Linked DNA regions of Bos taurus: region 2 is linked to region 1. The links are chromatin contacts, called in public Hi-C maps. All regions are on one chromosome and are shown on one strand. Each heading gives the region's core, a stretch centred on a gene start, on an enhancer-like site or on the middle of the called end of the contact. The rest is flanking DNA. Distances are from core to core; before and after follow the strand shown.

What was found. Hi-C and Micro-C count contacts between places; a contact is called where the count stands out from the background.
Region 2: a Hi-C map of skin fibroblasts shows a contact between it and region 1, with 4 times the contacts expected there. The contact joins the promoter of PEBP1 here to the promoter of SUDS3 in region 1. A contact is called at or near these places in 3 of 11 Hi-C or Micro-C datasets (liver, skeletal muscle and skin fibroblasts).

The regions. Positions count from the first base shown.
Region 1 is chr17:56,877,052-56,881,487 of ARS-UCD2.0, reverse strand. SUDS3 (SDS3 homolog, SIN3A corepressor complex component) reads left to right here and starts at 2,588. Exons shown (of 12, transcript NM_001098891.1): 1 at 2,588-2,861. The coding sequence starts at 2,720.
Region 2 is chr17:57,082,171-57,086,748 of ARS-UCD2.0, reverse strand. PEBP1 (phosphatidylethanolamine binding protein 1) reads left to right here and starts at 2,013. Exons shown (of 4, transcript NM_001033623.2): 1 at 2,013-2,243; 2 at 3,385-3,494; 3 at 3,887-3,987. The coding sequence starts at 2,109. LOC107133301 (a long non-coding RNA gene) reads right to left here and starts at 1,898. Exons shown (of 3, transcript XR_001502215.3): 1 at 1,706-1,898.

The DNA.
Region 1 (4,436 bases), core at 1,339-3,838:
ATGGCACAGTATGATTTAAAATCATTATTTAAAGTAATGCTCATTCCAATTAAGATCATACTGATCTAAGATCATACTGTAGATAGCACCTGAACCGTGTGACTGAGTGCCTTTTTGGGAAGGGATGCAGAGATTTCAAGGTGGTAAAACTTGGTTTTAAGGGAACTTGATTTTTAGAGGCCTAGGGAAAGACTGTCCAAAATCATATTAGACAACTATACTTGTTGGGTAAGACTAAAGTCATGGGAGAATTTTTTTGACTAGGTCCCCTTTCTTTATAAAGTATTTATTAGTTAAGAGCTCATCCTGAAAATGTGAAAGTGTTAGTTGCTCAGTTGTGTCCCACTCCTTGCAACCCCTGGGACTGTAGCAACCCCCACCCCCTCCCTGCCGGTTCTTCTGTCCAAGGGGTTCTCCAGGCAAGAATACTGGAGTGGATAGCCATTTCCTTCTCCAGGGGCTCTTTCTGACCCAGGGATTGAACCCAGGTCTCCTGCATTGCAGGCAGATTCTTTACCAGCTGAGCCACCAGGGAAGCCCAAGAGCTCATCCTACTAATTGCAATATGGATGGGAAAAAATGGGTTAAGTTCACTATGCAAGTGTTCAGTTCTGTCTAGTTACATAAAAAAGAAATGCATGATCATTAACAGATACTATTTTCAATTAAGTAGACAAAAGTAAGCAACATAGACATGCCAGTGTCTTGAAAGGAAACCAATTAGCAATGATATCAACACTTTAAAAAAAATCATTATATCATTGTATCAGTGAACTCTGATTTCTAAAATGTTGGTGCTTTGTTTGGTGTTATTGCTACTGATGGAAACTAGTTGCTCAATATAGTTGATTACAAATAATTTAGACGTGACCCAACAGCATAAAAAAAGAAAATGACTTCATCCTTTGGACAAGAGACAGTTTTGAAGTTTTAGTTTTAAAATAGATGGTGGACCTACAGGAGCCATGCGAATGTCTCTTATTTAGGAGCTTCAGAAGATCTCTGAACTTCTGGGAAGACATTACAGCATTCCATTCTGAAAATTTTTGAGTTTTGTTGGGAGGAAGAATCTGTCAGAAGTAGAGCCAAGATTTTATTTACAACAAAGCATAAAATAAGAAATGTTAAATGGGATGAGAAATAAAATTTTCTTTTTGAAAAGTCTCTGTGGGGACCAATTTAGAGATAAATTTGGTCACAAAGGATTTGATATTGGGTTCCATCCTGGCTTTTACATCTGTGTTCAACTTTACTGCTTGTACATTATTATTTCCTATGGAGACTTGTTTAGTTGCTCAGTTGTATCTGACTGATTTGAGACCCCCTAGACTGTAGCCTGCCAGGCTCCTCTGACCATGTGATTTCCTAGGCAAGAATACTGGAGTGGGCTGCCATATCCTTCGCCAGGAAATCTTCCTGACCCAAGGGTCTAACTCGAGCCTCCTGCATTGGCAGATGGTTTCTTTACTACTGAGCCACCAAGGCAGCCCTATGGAGATTTGGGTGCAACATAAAGAATAGTGTTACTCTGGACAAACCGTTAAACATCTCTGGGCCCTTTTATCCCTTTTCTTACTACACACATCTGGATGAGGGACATCCTCAATTTGTTCATTAAGCAAAGCTTATAATATCATGTCCCCTTCTACTCAGAGTAACCACACAAATGAATTCATACATATATTCAACTTTCTTGTTTTCCAAGTTACCAGCTAGCACTTTCCTTACATGTGTCTAATTAATTTTCTGCAGGCACATGCTCCTCTTGCTCAGTTGAGAGCTGGTTAACAAGTTACTGGATTGGGAAAAACAACCTTTTAAAAAATTTATATTCTGAGAAATATGAGGCAGCTGTACTGCAGAGGACCTGGGGGTGACAGTCTAAACAAAGCAGGCTGGTCGTTACCTTTTTTTTTTTTTTAAGGAAACTGACAGCTCTTTTCTGTAAAATCGAGATAATACCGTACTGAGCAAACCTACACAAGCGAAAAGTCCTCCTACCGACTGGCAAAATACAGTTTTGCTGGCTCCAGCATGGAATATTAGCATCTTCGTTTTCATTTTAGTTCTTCAAAAGCTCTAAGCAGTCAGACGAGAAGCTGGGCTCCTTTTCTTCCGGATGATGACGCAAACTCTAAATGTCTAGGTTTCCCGACCTATAAACGGGATGGTTCATGCCATTCACCTGTTTTAAGTTAGAGACCCACCTCCATCTACGTAGTAGAGCCCTGGGAACCCTTTGGCTCCCAAGTCCCTAAAAAAGCATCTCTGGTTTTGGCTCCAGGCGCCGCCTGGTGGCTGTTTCCGTAAGTGGCTCTGCGCTATAGGGTCCTAGCCGCGGTCGGGCCTGCCCAAGAATTTGCCTAACTTGAGAGCCTGTCTGTGCCCCTCCCCTCTACCCGTCGAGGGTTTTAAAGACGGCGATGAAGGAGATGGCGTTAAGGCGAAGAGGGAGACCGGCGGCCTCGTCACTCCCTCTAGGATGGCGGAGTCAGGCGGTCGTCAGGCAGCTCGCGACCCGGAAGTTGCGGCAGGCGCGAGGCCCCCGTTGCCGAGAGCGGGCGCGCGGGGCGGAGCCTGGCGAAGACGGGGACGGGGTCGCCGGCGCTCCGGCTCTTGGAGTCGGCGGCTCCCTCAGGCGCTGCGACGCGGACGTAGAGCCTGGAGGGCGGGTGGCTGTGGTTCCCGGGGGGCACGCTCAGCTTCGGGCGGAGGCGACATGAGTGCTGCGGCGCTTTTGGCGCCTGCTCCGGCCCCGGCTGGAGCGCCGCCGGCCCCGGAGTACTACCCAGAGGAGGACGAAGAACTGGAGAGCGCCGAGGATGACGAGCGCAGCTGCCGTGGCCGCGAGTCGGACGAAGGTCCGTCTTCCCGCCGGCTGTGCAGCCCCAGGCGGGGGTGGGACGGCTGCGGGAAGGGGTGGGGCTGTCTGGGTGCGGGGCGGGGCAACTTCTGGGCCTTGGGGGTCGGCTGGAGGGGCCGCCCGGAGGAGAGCGGCTCCCGGAGGTTCCCCCGACCTGTGTTCGGGAAGGGGGAACCTCTGAGGACTTGGTTGCAGACAGTTAACGCGGAGAAGGGTCTTAAGGAGCTGTTGTCAGAGCATGTAGGTCCCTTTAAGGTTCTGCTCGTCTCCTCCCAGCTGTCTCCGTTTGAACTTCAGCTTTTCACGGGTTGGAGTGAAAGCCGCCATTCATTGGGTCTACTGAGCACTCCTCGCTTTTTAGTTCCTGAGAGGATCTAAGCAAAAGCCCAGTTTAGCTTCCTAGTTACCAAAGTGTCCCCCCGCGTCGTCCCCCCCCCACCCCCCCCATCCCCGGGAAATGCTTAAGTCAGCCCCGCTCACAGGTTGGTTAAAAGAAGGAGTCCTGAGATCGGCCACATCGAATTAGATCTAAATTTGGCTTAGTGAACCCAGCTTAATGATATCAGGCAATTTACTTAAGCTTCTGAGTCTCAGTTTCTTGAACAGCAGTGGGGCTTGCAGTAGTACCTGCTTCCTAGCGTAGGTGCCAGGATTAAATGAGCTTCAGGCCTAAAGCAGATCTTCCCTAGTGGCTCAGTTGTAAAGAATACGCCTGCCAATACAGGAGGAGACACGGGTTCGATCCCTGGGTGGGGATGATCCCCTGGAGAAGGAAATGGCAACCTGCTCCATTTTGCTTGCCTGGGAAATCCCATGGACAGAGGAGCCTGGTGGACTACAGTCCATGGGGTCGCAAAAAGAGCCAGCGAGGATTTAGCAACTGAGCACATACACTGGCTTAAAGCATGTGAACTGGTCCTTGATAAAAAATACTCAGTGTTTACCATTGGGAAAACACGCTCAGGGAACAGGAGGTAGGGATTTGCTTAATGATACTCAGGTGTTATTTTTTCAGTTCCACAGTCTATATTATCATTACTGAAGTTTGGCAAGTGTGAGGAACACTTTTTGAGGAACTGAGGAAGGAGCTGGCCGCAGGAGGAGAAAGGTGAAGTTTTCAAAGGACAAGAGAGAAGAAAGAGAGAAAGAGAAACATTTGGGTGGACTGGTCTGGCTCAAAATAGCGCGGTGGAGCAAAAGCTAGAGCAGCTGTCTGGAATCAGGAGTATGTTTTATTAATCATCTCACTGTGAGTGGCAGACAGGTGACCACTCAGGGTAGGCTCCTTCACTGAAGGAGGGAGGAAAGGGGGGATGGAGGATTGGATCTGCTGCTGCTGCTAAGTCGCTTCAGTAGTGTCCGACTCTGTGCGACCCCATAGACGGCAGCCCACCAGGCTCCCCCGTCCCTGGGATTCTCCAGGCAAGAACACAGGAGTGGGTTGCCGTTTCCTTCTCCAGTGCATGAAAGTGAAAAGTGAAAGTAAAGTCGCTCAGTCGTGTCTGCAGCAGGCTTTAAAAAGGCAGCTGTGTGTGCAGATACAAAGTTGAAGGAACTTGCTACAATTCTGGTT
Region 2 (4,578 bases), core at 764-3,263, 210 kb before region 1:
TGGATCATTTTTAAAGTCTTTACTGAATTTGTCACAATATTGTTTCTGTTTTATGTTTTGGTTGTTTGGCTGCTAGGCATGTGGGATCTTATTTCCCCAATCATCAGGAACTGAACCCACACCTCTTGCATTTGGGGAGAAGCCTTAACCAATGGACTTAGAGGGAAGTATCATGAAGATCTATTTTTAAAACAAATATTCTACAATGGTAAAGTAAATGTAATTGTTTTGGTGAACAAACGAACAAAATTATTTCTATTCATAATTTTAAAATTGGAAAGATATGTCCCAAATTGTTACCAATGTTTATGTCTAAATAGTGGAATAGAAGCAATTCTTAATTATTTCTTTGGATTTTTTTAATCTTAATTTTCTACAAAGCACTTGTATTATTTCCTAGTAGTAACTAAAAAACAACAAACAACTTGGGGGGAGGGTAGTGATCAATGTCAAAAATTGTCCTATGGTCTCTTCAGTCGTGTCCCACAATTAGCAACCCACGGACAGTAGCCTGCCAGGTTCCTCTATCCATGGGATTCTCCAGGCAGGAATACTGGAGTGAGTCGCCATGCCCTCCTCAAGGGATTGAATCCAGGTTTCCTGAATTACAAATGGATTCTATAACGTCTGAGTCACCAGGGAAGCCTTAAGGTCACATTAGGTAAGGACTAGTAAATAGTGCCCATCATATTTAGCAAAAATAAAGCTGGTGGCCACAACGAAAGCAGTTTTGAGGCAGAGTCACTCGTCAACAAAGGAGGAATAGTAACTATGGTTTGTTGACTAAAACAAAAATGCACAGCATAGCTCTGAGGAACTGCTTGGAAGAGGAAGGGGGAGAAGCCAGTACATATGTAATTTTGGCTAAAGGGGTATGTGCGATCAAGCTTAAGTCTTAGTATAAGGTTGCTTCTAGGAGCAAATAGTTCATGATTTTAGCGCTTTTTAAAAGAAGTATGGAAAGATGCAAGAATCTGGATTAATTTAAAAAAATTCTTAGAATATATCTAATTATCTAATAGTTTTGCCTTTTCTTCCCCAAAGCACAAAGTGCCTCGTTCTGTCCCGAATACCTCTCAGGGTACCTATATTGTAAATCGGGGACTGCAGTGGCTGACTTCATTCTTTTAAAACCGGATGGTAGCAACTATACTCCAATAAAAATTAATTAAAAAAACACACACACACTAGATGGTGAGCAACATTCCTCGTTTCACAAGTTAAAAAATAATTTCTCAAAAAAAAAAATTTTCCCCCAAATCTTGGCAAGACCAAGTGCGGATAGGAGAATCAAACGCTATGTGCAAATATTCTTGCCAGTTGAGAAAAGCGCAGACAGAAAGAAAGTGAAGTCGCTCAGTCGTGTCCGACTCTTTGCGACCCCATGGACTGTAGCCTACCAGGCTCCTCAGTCCATGGAATTTTCCAGGCAAGAGTACTGGAGTGGGTGGCCATTTCCTTCTCCAGGGGATCTTCCCGACCCAGGAATCAAACCCGGGTCTCCCGCATTGGAGGCAGATGCAAGAGGGGATAGGAGAATCAAACGGCATGTGCAAATATTCCTCCCGGTTGAGAACAGCGCTGACAAGCTCCCCGCAAGACCGTCTCCAGGCCGTTACCGAAGCCAGTGAGCATGCGCGAAAGTACAACGAGGCGGGGCAATGTGGGTTGCTTTAAGAAGTGCGAGAGAAAAGCGAGGCCTTACCATTTCTGCATTTATAAGGTTGAACAAAGAAAAAGGCAAAAAGCTTAAAAAAAAAATCGAAAGTAGCTCAATTGCAATTCTTGAAACAACAGTCTTGCAAGCTCAGTCATAACTCTTCGGAACTCCTACAGCAGCGAGTAGCTAGATCTCCCTCTGCAAAAAGAAAGGCCAAGCTTGGTGCATTGACCCAGGAGCGCCGGACGGCCCGCGATACAGGGCTCGACCAATCAGAGAGCAGAGTGGGGCCCCTCCCCGCCGGTGACTGGAGGAGCAGGGATGAGGCGGGGCGGTGGCTCAGGCGCATGCCCTCCTCGGCCGTGTGACTTGAGGTTCTTCGGTAGTGTGCAGACTGCTGTGAGTCCACAAGCCGCTTTCTCTGCTGTCTGACCCGCTCGGCTCCGCGATGCCGGTGGACCTTAGCAAGTGGTCCGGGCCTCTGAGCCTGCAGGAAGTGGATGAGCGGCCGCAGCACCCGCTGCAGGTCAAATACGGCGGGGCGGAGGTCGACGAACTGGGCAAAGTGCTGACACCCACCCAGGTACCGAGGGCGGAAGGGGTGCAGCTGCTGGAGGCTGGGAGACTCTCAGGTCCGTGGGTCGGCGACCCAGTGGAAGTGGGGAGGACGTTCCGGTCTCTAGTGCGCCGGATCTACCTAGGGAAGGGAGTCGCGGTGCCTAAGCCGCAGGCCTGCTGACCGCTCCCTCCCCGTTACCGGCGCCCGGAACCTGGCACGTGGCGGGCGGGGCTTCCCCTGTGGAAGAAATTGATACACTCTCCTGGGACTTCGAGGAGCAGGCAGGGGAGGAGGCCTTCCCCCGGAGGAAGTGGGCAGTGGCTGCTCACGCCCCCAGAGCGTCCCCTCCCGGCCCGGAATATTAGGCCGCAGTGTGGGGAGTAAAAGCCCCACCCGAGGGCGTTTGACTCATTATGTAACCGGTGAGCAGTAGAGCCCTGTGATTCCTCCTTTGTTTTTAACGGTCTGGAGCTGGAAGCCACCCAAAGGTAGGTGCGTTCTGCAGCTGGAAGGCTCGAGGGTAACGGCCGTGTTTTACGGTTTGGCCTTTGACCCCCGGCCCACCAACCCCACTTGGCTAAGGCCTAACCAGGTTCTGGCTGCTGCCAAGTGGGGGAACTAGGTGCCCGGACACCGTGGCCAGTAGTTGGTCCTGAAGCTTCGGGGCAGCAGTGCGAATAAACAGTGCTCAGATGGTTTATTAATTTAGATGTTTACAGAGTTTCTTGTTTTGGGTGTGTAAAGTGCCCGTCTGGCAGCCTCTTTTTGCCAAACTCACTGTCCACGTCTATCCATCTTGGTTTTCTCTGCCCTTTTAAATATACACTTAATTCAGATTTCACTTTAGCAGGCCCCAGATAATGTGGTCTCCAGTCTAGAGATTGTGTCATTCCAAATAATGTAAGGTTGTAGTCAGCAACCCTTGAAATCCTGACCCACCTCTTTCTGTTAATAACATGCTAGGATACTAGCCCCATAGTGTTGTTGGGACTAAAATAAATAACGCATATTAAACATCAGTTCTGGGTTCTTTGTTGAGTCAGTACAGTTGAGCTTTTATTAATAATTTCTGTGCTTGACCTTTGAGGAATCCAAGGTCAAAGAAAGAGTGCTGGTTTCTTCAGCATTTCTGACTTTTAAGCTCCAAATCTGTTCCTTCCTACAGGTTAAAAACCGGCCCACCAGCATTACATGGGATGGCCTTGATCCAGGTAAATTGTACACCTTGGTCTTGACAGATCCGGATGCTCCCAGCAGGAAGGACCCCAAATACAGGCAAGTTGGAGAAAGATGGGGAATAGTGGGTCATCCAGTGTGACCCAGTGCTTCTTGCAGTGTGTAAGTCCCTTGCTGGACATGCTGTGTGGGAAAAAATAGACTTGATTTGGGGTGTTCACTTCCATGCTTAAACCTGAGTGTGCTTTTTGCTCCCTAGAGCAAGATTCTAGAATAGCCGAGAGCTGGATCTACCCAGGCCTGTTTTTGTACAGCCCCATGAGCTGAGAATGATTTTAACATTTTTAAAAGAGCAATAATACTTTGTGACATGTGGACATTACATGAAATTCAGACTTTGGTGTCCCTAATTAAAGTTCTGTTGGCTGACTTCGCCTGTGAGTATGTACCGACTTCCTGTGATGCTGATGGTCCTCTCTTCCTCCATGCAGGGAATGGCACCATTTCCTGGTGGTCAACATGAAGGGCAACAACATCAGCAGTGGCACGGTTCTCTCCGATTATGTGGGCTCTGGGCCTCCCAAGGGCACAGGTCAGTAAAGGTTGCATTTGGAAGGAGATGGGAGGGGAGCCTGGGTGCATATTAGGATTGATATAAAGTGCTACAAAATCCTAGTCTAGCTTTTAGAGTTTTATATTTATGAGAGCCCTTACCCTAGTGAAGATTTTAGGCAACTCCGTTCCCCTCTAAAGCAGCTGCCTGTCGGGGACACTCAGACCCACTGTAGTGTCACGTGGCCAGAACCATGGTACTGGTTAGATGGACGTTCTTTTAGAGAATAGTGTATTGGACCTTGCCAAGTTGGATCAGTGCTGCCTAGGCTAATGGTGGGAGATGCGCTGTTATCATGTTGTGCCTGACAGGTGTTGCCATTTCCTGGAACAAGGAACTGGAATGAGGCAGAACACTTGATCTTGTACACACTGTTCACCCATAAGTTACTCTGAAGAGGTACAAGAAGGTCCCTGACAAGGGACCTGGTGTTTTATCTATAGGCCCAGAAGCTCAAAGTCCTCTCATGCATTCATAAGAGGGACCTCTGTCCCAAGCATCTCTTTAAGTTCTCTAGAGCCAGTTATAAAATCAGGCAATTTAATTATGGAAAGTATACCTATGAGAATA